Linked DNA regions of Mus musculus: region 1 is linked to region 2. Evidence: chromatin contacts called from public HiChIP or PLAC-seq data. All regions are on one chromosome and are shown on one strand. Each heading gives the region's core, a stretch centred on a gene start, on an enhancer-like site or on the middle of the called end of the contact. The rest is flanking DNA. Distances are from core to core; before and after follow the strand shown.

Region 1 (3,573 bases), core at 34-2,533, 370 kb after region 2:
ATGTTGAACTAAGGAGTCCTGCCTAGCCATGTCGATTGTACCTTACACTCAGACTGTCAGCTGATGGGGCTTCGTATTATTTCAATCAGAACCCAAATATTTTAAAGCTGTAGAACATTTTCTAATGGCTATCCTGTCCAACAGCAGGTTGCTCATGTTTTCTGTCACACAGGGCCCAAAGGCTTTTTGTAAAGAAAATAGAAAGCTACAAAGCAGCTGTTGAGTGGTATGTGTCTATGAGTGTTTTCAGCAGGGTTGGAGACAATCTACTTTTCATTCAGGGCTACTCTAAATGAGATCCCCTGTGTTCTGGACAGGAGCTTAGACACTGGGGGACAGGTGGACAGGTCACTTTACAGTGATAGATCTGGTGATAGCTATTTCCAAATGTCAGCAGTATGCCGTTTTTATGCTCTGCAGGTTATAAAGCTGTTCATTGTGAACCTTGTAACACTGCTGGTTATTTCTAATTAAATTATCAGATGCTAACATGCTCCCATTCATGATTTCATGACAATATTGGCTTCTTCCTGTATTGGGGTTTTAGTTTAACATGAATAAATACCACCATTTGAAAGCTCAGTTTGTTATTAGAACCTGGTTAAAATACCAGCAGACTGTTACAGATGCCAAATATTCTTTATCAAGGACAATGTAACAACTGATGATATGTGATAAAGTTAAAAACTTTTGATTATATATTTTATTTACAAAAGTATTATGCAAAGTTTGCATTACCTTATGAGAGGAAATAAAGTCAATTGATAATTGCCTTGTGTATTTGTCATTGTTTCTTTGTTCAGAAAAACAAAGTCTTCATTTCTGGTGGAAACAGTAACTGATTTTTGTTTGTAAACTTGCACGTTTGATTGAGTTTTTTTGAATCAGACAAATTGAGATCTCTGCTTAAGAAGTACATATAAAAGGAAATGCCAGCAACCTGCCTGGGGAAGGAAGGGTCAGAACAGATGCGTCAAAAAAGGGAAACAGAAGAGACACAAGCTTAGAGACATTGGTTGGAGAATGTAGGAGTCTAACCCATACATTCACGTGCTGGTTTTATTTTGACTAGTTTTTAGAAACAGGAGCCACATCCAGGAAGAGATCAAATGTAGCCTGTACATAACCTGGAGTAGAGCAGGTGTTTTGTGTGAAATTGTCATTTGTCACTTGGCAAGCATCAGGAATCTGTGAGCACAACACACCCAGTTGACAAACGGGGCCCTCCCTCACATGTTTGTCTAGCCTCGGGTCTATATGGCTAGCCACATCAAGGAAGCTGTGGCATTAGGAAGCTGGTGGTGGCTTTAACAGATGTGGCTTTGCTGAAGAAAATCTATGAGAAAGAGGCAGTTCCCGGTGACATTCACATGCTGAATAGCTAGAAGCAGCATTTACTGGGTGTGAGAAAATGGGACAAAAGGCTTCACAGCAGGTAGCTCCGAAGGACAGCCAGGAGGTTCTTGCCATGTGTGAGGTGGTCAGTGCGGCTATTTCCCATGCAGCGCAGAAGCTGAAGGAGTACCTCGGGTTTGAGTATCCGCTGAGCAGACTCTGCCTTGCAGCGAGTTCACTGACTGAGGTCTTCCTCGTCCACTTCGTTACCTTCTGCCAGGAAAGGGGAGCGGATGAGTGGCTCACCACCACCAAGATGACCAAGCACCAGGCCTGGCTGTTTGGAGCAGACTGGATTTGGACCTTCTGGGGACCTGATAAGCAAATACGGCTTCAGGTGGCAGTGCAGACTCTGAGGATGGCTTCGCTCCCTCTGACGGACCCAAAATCCTGTGAGTCAAGGGGAGAGGAGTCTTGGAAAAAAGGCAGATTTGACAAGCTGCAAGAGTTCTGTAACTTGGTAGGAGAGGACTGTCTGGGTCTGTTTATCATCTTCGGTGTGCCTGGAGAACCTAAGGCTATCAGAGGCGTTGTCCTGGAGAGTGTCAGAAACGGGATGATGGAGAGCCAGCTGCCAGGACGAAAGGCTGTGGAGCAGTTTGTGCTGGAAACAAAGGACTGTATCTCCATCAAAGAGCTGCTAGGGAACTGTCTGAGTAAAAGAGATGGGCTGAGTGACATGGGCAGAGTTTACATCCGCATCCTCTAAACTGGGCATGTTGCTGTGACTGGCCTGTGAGACAGAACAGGAGGACAATCCCCAACACAGGGCTATCCACCCCCTACATTGACTGAAAGTGATCCCTGGGTTAAAACTTGCTAGTGTCCCAGTTACGGAAAAGAAAAGAAAAAAAAAATAGCTGTTGCTGTGTCTTGGGAAATTTTACTTTGGGTTTTGTTTATTCAAAACTAAAAATTGGAAGAGAAAATGATAAATTATACATAAAGTTTGATTTGGAAAAAAAAGTTGTCTTTGAACTCATCTCATAGTCACAAGCTTAAAATGTTACTGCTGTTGTAAGGAGAGCAACTGTTCATGAGGTGTGGTGGGGATGTCAGTTTTGGTTCAGGACTCCTAAAGAAAACTTCCCACTGCTGACCTTCTGAGCCCTCCCTCCACAATTGCTTCTTCCCAGCAACTCCACAAATAAAGGACTTTCAAAGTATTTAACATAGGGTTCAACTGGGTGTTAGCTATACCATGAGTTACTGAGTCACCGGTGAAATATGTGTATTCGCAGTAAGGAATGTATTTTCAAACACAATGGTCATATTTTCTAAAATGTCTTCTTGGGACTTAACAATATAAAGAGCAATTGCCACTATTTACTGACCTCGTGTTGGGCCCAGTGCTTTAAATATATTATTATAATTTGCACATGAGGCTCTATTAAGAAGTATGTATTTGGGGCTGGAGAGATGGCTCAGCAGGTAAGAGCACCCGACTGCTCTTCCGAAGGTCCTGAGTTCAAATCCCAGCAACCACATGGTGGCTCACAACCATCCGTAACGAGATCTGACTCCCTCTTCTGGTGTGTCTGAAGACAGCTACAGTGTACTTACATATATAATAAATAAATAAATCTTAAAAAAAAAAGAAGTATGTATTTGTTGCTATTTGTCTATGATGTGTGTCATTCCCAAGTCATGAGCTGTTAACAAAAAGCCAAGTCTCCACTTATGGCTCCAACTCTTCCAACAATACATAAGTGAGTTGACTCTTGAGCACAAAGATGTTCACCTGTGAGGAAGCTGGCTGTTGTTTGTCTCTGCCTCACTCCTGCTCTCACTCTGTGCTGCCCTTCCTAGCCTGTTCCCTAGTGTGGAACCCTTGCTGAAACGTGGACCATGCTGATGTGGTCGTGCAATGCTGTAATCCTAGCCCTGGGAGAGGCTGAGGAAAAATGGCCGTGAATTTGAAGCCCAACCCGGGTTACCTGTCGAACTCTGGGTTAGCAGGGGCTACCCAGTGGAACTTGTCTTCAAACAACATGGACCAAATCTCTACATACCTACCCTCAAAAAAAGGGGGGGGGTGCTTCTCATAGCCTTGATCCTCTCTGTGTTTGGGAATCTAGGGCTCTTTCAAGGCTGGATGATGACATTGTAAGGCAAGATGGTAGCAGGTAGCATACTGGATGGCCTTTAAAGTAAGCAGTACATTTGATGTTATGATCT
Region 2 (4,067 bases), core at 708-3,207:
GTTGTGACATATGCATCCATAAAGTACTTCTGCGTGTCATAGTCACGGCTCCCTTCATGCACTGCTGTGCATTAGTGACTGGCACAGGCTGGTAAGATAAGTAAGTAAGGTCACACTAATCCTGTCCCTTTGAGGGAGTGTATCCGTTGCCAATAATAAAACTTTAGCTTTCAGGTAAATAATTAAAGTTTTAGAAGACATGCATTCTCTCTGTGAATGTGACAGTTTCCTTATACCTGGAGATGTTTCTGATATGCATCAGCAATAACACAAGTGCAGAGTATGGAAACATTGTTTAAACTCTAGGCATTGCAGTGCCTGCATGCCATCCCAGAGGCCAAAGCAGCTGTGCTCTGTAGTGAGATCCAGAGCAGACTGGCCTGTACAGCAAGACCCTGTCTCAAAAAAGGACATGGACAACCATCTAAAACGGCGTTAAAATCTTCCTCCTGGCCAAGCATGGGGCACACACCTCCCTGCACGAAGAGGGTAGGGGTAGGAGAACTGTTGCAAATTTGAGGCCAGCCTGGCCTAACAGCACAAATCAGTCCAGCCTGGGCTATAAACAATCCCTGACTTTAAAAAAAAATACATATTTCTCTCTAAAATGTTTCTTCAGATCTTCTTCACATACTTCAACCAAAGCAATATGTTATATGATAACTGACACAAAGCAGGAAAAGATATCACAACCCAGCACTGACAAAAATCTTTCTGTGCTCAAAAATTATGTGTATGTGTGGGAAATAAAGTGTATCTGTTCTTATAGGGTATAGCGTATTGTTTTTAAGTAAGTAACACTGATTTTATCTTCATTTTAAATTCTTAGATGCTGGGGCTGGAACCCAGGGCCTCGTGCTTGCTGGGTAAACATTCTCCTGCTGAGAGAGTTCTTTTCTTCTCATTCTCCCTCTTGTAACCCCAGCTTGTTGGAGTTGGAAGTTTGAATTGTTGGAACCTGGCAAGAAGAATTCTCAGGATGTGAAGGACTCATACAAACCACATCTACCTGCTGAGAGGAGAGATGCCTTCCCCCACAGAATTAGCCAGACGCTTCAAAAGTCTGCTTATTATCTGGACTCAAGATGAGCAAAGGTCACATGGTTCTTTTTTGTTGAGCTGGAGACAGAGGTTCGTGGACTCCAGCCAAGCGCTCTGCCTCTGGGCTGTCTCTAGCACTCTGTATGACTGGGACTCAAGATCATCTGACCTTGAACTCATCCTACAGTCCAGGCAAACCTTGAATTTGTGATCCTCTTGCCTCAAACTGGGATAAAGGCTGTGCCACCTCGTTCAGCTTGAGGACTCTTTCCAAGTTACAGCTTTCTCCTGCCGGAGCTCAAAATGTAAGAAAGTCTCTAGACAGACAGTTATAATAGATAGTTAAATATAGATAAACTGGCTCAGTAGAATAGACAGTTTTTAAATTATGGTTCTCACTCAGCACACAGTGAAGGCATTGTTACGGAAAGCAAATCTGTCCCAAACCAAAACCAAACAACAGGCACCGCATCCGCAGGACCCAGCCGAGGTCCTGACCCAGTGTGGTCTCTCTGACACCTGCTCCTTCCAACGCTTCAGCCTGTAAGATATCACAGCACATCCTCGCTTTCCCAAGAGTGTTGCTGTGAGAGCCTTCTCCCCTACCCAGGCTAACGCTCGCTCTATTTATTGCATGGATTATTCTCACCTCCCTGGTTTGTGCTTGTTACTTCTAACAACAGCGGGTGCACAGGAATTTAGGAAGGCTTTTCTAGGCCCGAGATGGAAGTTCATGGTCAGGTTTTAGGGTTTTTGGTTTTTTGTTGTTGTTGTTGTTGTTTTGTTTTTCCCATTTTTGGCTAAATAAAGCAATGGAAGAGTCTCCAAGGCATGCACGCTGTGCAGAGTTCAGGACTTGTGTGGTGATTCAGCATTGACTTTTAACCCTCATGGTTTTCCGGAAAATCATACAGTTACCGAGAAAACCAATATAACACTGGCTTTGAGCCCAATAGGTACACATTGGGATTATGAAAGGCGGGACCTTACTGTGTGTCTCCTATTATCTTTTCCTCCTTTTAGATGGGACCCAGAGGTTGCAAACCGTAGGCCAGTGTTCCATCACTGAGTGAACCCTACCTCTGTCCCAGCTGCCAGGGTTCTGATCATTGCTGCAAGTCCTTCTAAGTCTGGAACAGTGATGAGTCGTCTCATCGAATCATGTGGCCTGTATCAATAATATATATGCTCAATAATATATATACTCTGACACTAAGAAGCCAGTAAGTGTTATTTAATTCTTTTAACTTTTTTTTTTTTAATTTGAGGCACACTTGTGCCACAGCAAGTGGAAGTCACAAGACAACTTGGTGGAGCCAGTTCTCCTTGCACCATCCATGTGGGCCCTAGGGATGAACTCAGTCACCAAGCTTGATGGCAAATACCTTGACCTGCTGAGTCATCTCACTGGCTCAATGACGTTATTTATTTACCTTCTAAGGAAAAAAGGAGAGGAGTGACTGAGGTACCCACTTCCTTAAAGTACTTGCAGGGTAGAAGTTATTTCAGGTTTTTGACATCACAGTGCTAAAGTAGGTACTGGGTGCTAGGTACTCGGCATTCCTTAGAAGGCATTTGAGAATCAGTACTTTTGCTTTTTTTTATTTATTTATTTATTTATTTATTTATTTATTTATTCATTCATTCATTCACTCTCTCTCTCTCTCTCTCTCTCTCTCTCTCTCTGTGTGTGTGTGTGTGTGTGTGTGTGTGTGTGTGTGTGTGTGTGTGTGTATGTGTGTGCTACATCCTGAATCGGGCACCAGCAGCAAGAGACCTTGCCCCAGTATACAAAGCGCATGGCAATCTATGAAGGCACGGGACATCAACTTTTGGCCTCACGTGCACGTGTCCCAGCACATACTTGCGCCTTCACATGTGCACTCACTCTCACACACACACACACAAAGGATCAGTGGAGCAGAATGCTAAAGCCCAAGGGGCTCTCTCTCTCTCTCTCTCTCTCTCTCTCTCTCTCTCTGTGTGTGTGTGTGTGTGTGTGTGTGTGTGTGTGTGTGTGTGTGTGTGTATGTGTGTGCTACATCCTGAATCGGGCACCAGCAGCAAGAGACCTTGCCCCAGTATACAAAGCGCATGGCAATCTATGAAGGCACGGGACATCAACTTTTGGCCTCACGTGCACGTGTCCCAGCACATACTTGCGCCTTCACATGTGCACTCACTCTCACACACACACACACAAAGGATCAGTGGAGCAGAATGCTAAAGCCCAAGGGGCTATCTCAAAAACATGAGCCTGGAAATGAGCTGATGGAAATCCTGCTGTTCAAAGGAACAAAGCCACTCATGAAGCTACAAAAAGCTGCAGACCCCAGTTTCTCACAGAGTGCTCTGAGCCGCGAGCCTGCTCCCTCTCTGGTGTTCTACCCTTTATCCATTGTCTACTCAGACACCACATCCTAGAGACCCCTCCCTTACAGATTTCATTGTTTACCAAATGTTATTTCAGTTCAGGGGGAGAGTAGTAGCCGGGCTGCGCAATCTTGGGCAAGAATGTGCCCACTGAGTCTGTTCTTAGGTTCAGTTTGGCATTCTGACTCACAGAATGGTCAAGCACTTTGGGGTCCCTCAGTTCCTTCTACGTCACTACCTTTGCTGTGTCCTGTCAGAAAATCAGGGTACCTTGACCACTCTGTTTTCACCAGAGGAATTGGGACACACAGAAGCATTGGACATCCCCAGCTGCTGATAAAGATATTTAGGTTGTGGTTGCATAGAACACTAGAGAGTGCGGTCTATCTGTGAGACCATTTCCAGAGGGGTCATAATGAGGATAAAAGACCCGCCCTAAATGTGGGTGGAGCCATCTCATGCGCTGCAGTCTGAGACTGAGTAAGAGGAAGTGAGCATCCTTAAGTCGCTCCTCAGGCATCTTGTCACAGCAACAACAAAGTACCCAACGATCTTCATGTAAAGTCCTCTCCTGACCCTTGGCTATGGACATTCCCATGTCATCCCTTTTCCTCACTAGATTAGCCGTTCTTAACCTCCTAATGCTGCGACCC

Evidence for each region. HiChIP or PLAC-seq counts read pairs in DNA pulled down with a chosen protein or histone mark.
Region 1: a contact with region 2 is called in a FOXA1 HiChIP or PLAC-seq map of pancreatic cancer cells. The contact joins the promoter of Rep15 here to the enhancer-like site in region 2. A contact is called at or near these places in 5 of 39 promoter capture datasets (the 3T3-L1 cell line, the C10 cell line, the HPC-7 cell line and 2 more), 1 of 115 datasets of contacts at active chromatin or transcription factors (pancreatic cancer cells) and 2 of 9 other capture datasets (adipose tissue and pancreatic islet).

The regions. Positions count from the first base shown.
Region 1 is chr6:147,031,254-147,034,826 of GRCm38.p6, forward strand. It overlaps Rep15 (RAB15 effector protein), which reads left to right and starts at 1,284. Exons shown (of 1, transcript NM_025620.2): 1 at 1,284-2,265. The coding sequence starts at 1,412. The coding sequence ends at 2,104. It overlaps Ppfibp1 (PTPRF interacting protein, binding protein 1 (liprin beta 1)), which reads left to right. Exons shown (of 31, transcript NM_001355728.1): 31 at 1-772.
Region 2 is chr6:146,663,149-146,667,215 of GRCm38.p6, forward strand. It overlaps 4930479D17Rik (RIKEN cDNA 4930479D17 gene), which reads left to right. Exons shown (of 3, transcript NR_046277.1): 2 at 926-1,346; 3 at 2,065-2,255. Among named protein-coding and RNA genes, the nearest start is that of 4930479D17Rik, 8.0 kb to the left of the region's middle. Within about 2 kb of position 1,958, at least 39 of the 459 cell types and tissues checked have an H3K27ac peak or open chromatin away from gene starts, as enhancers often do. A contact at or near this core is called in liver and pancreatic cancer cells, where this site is marked.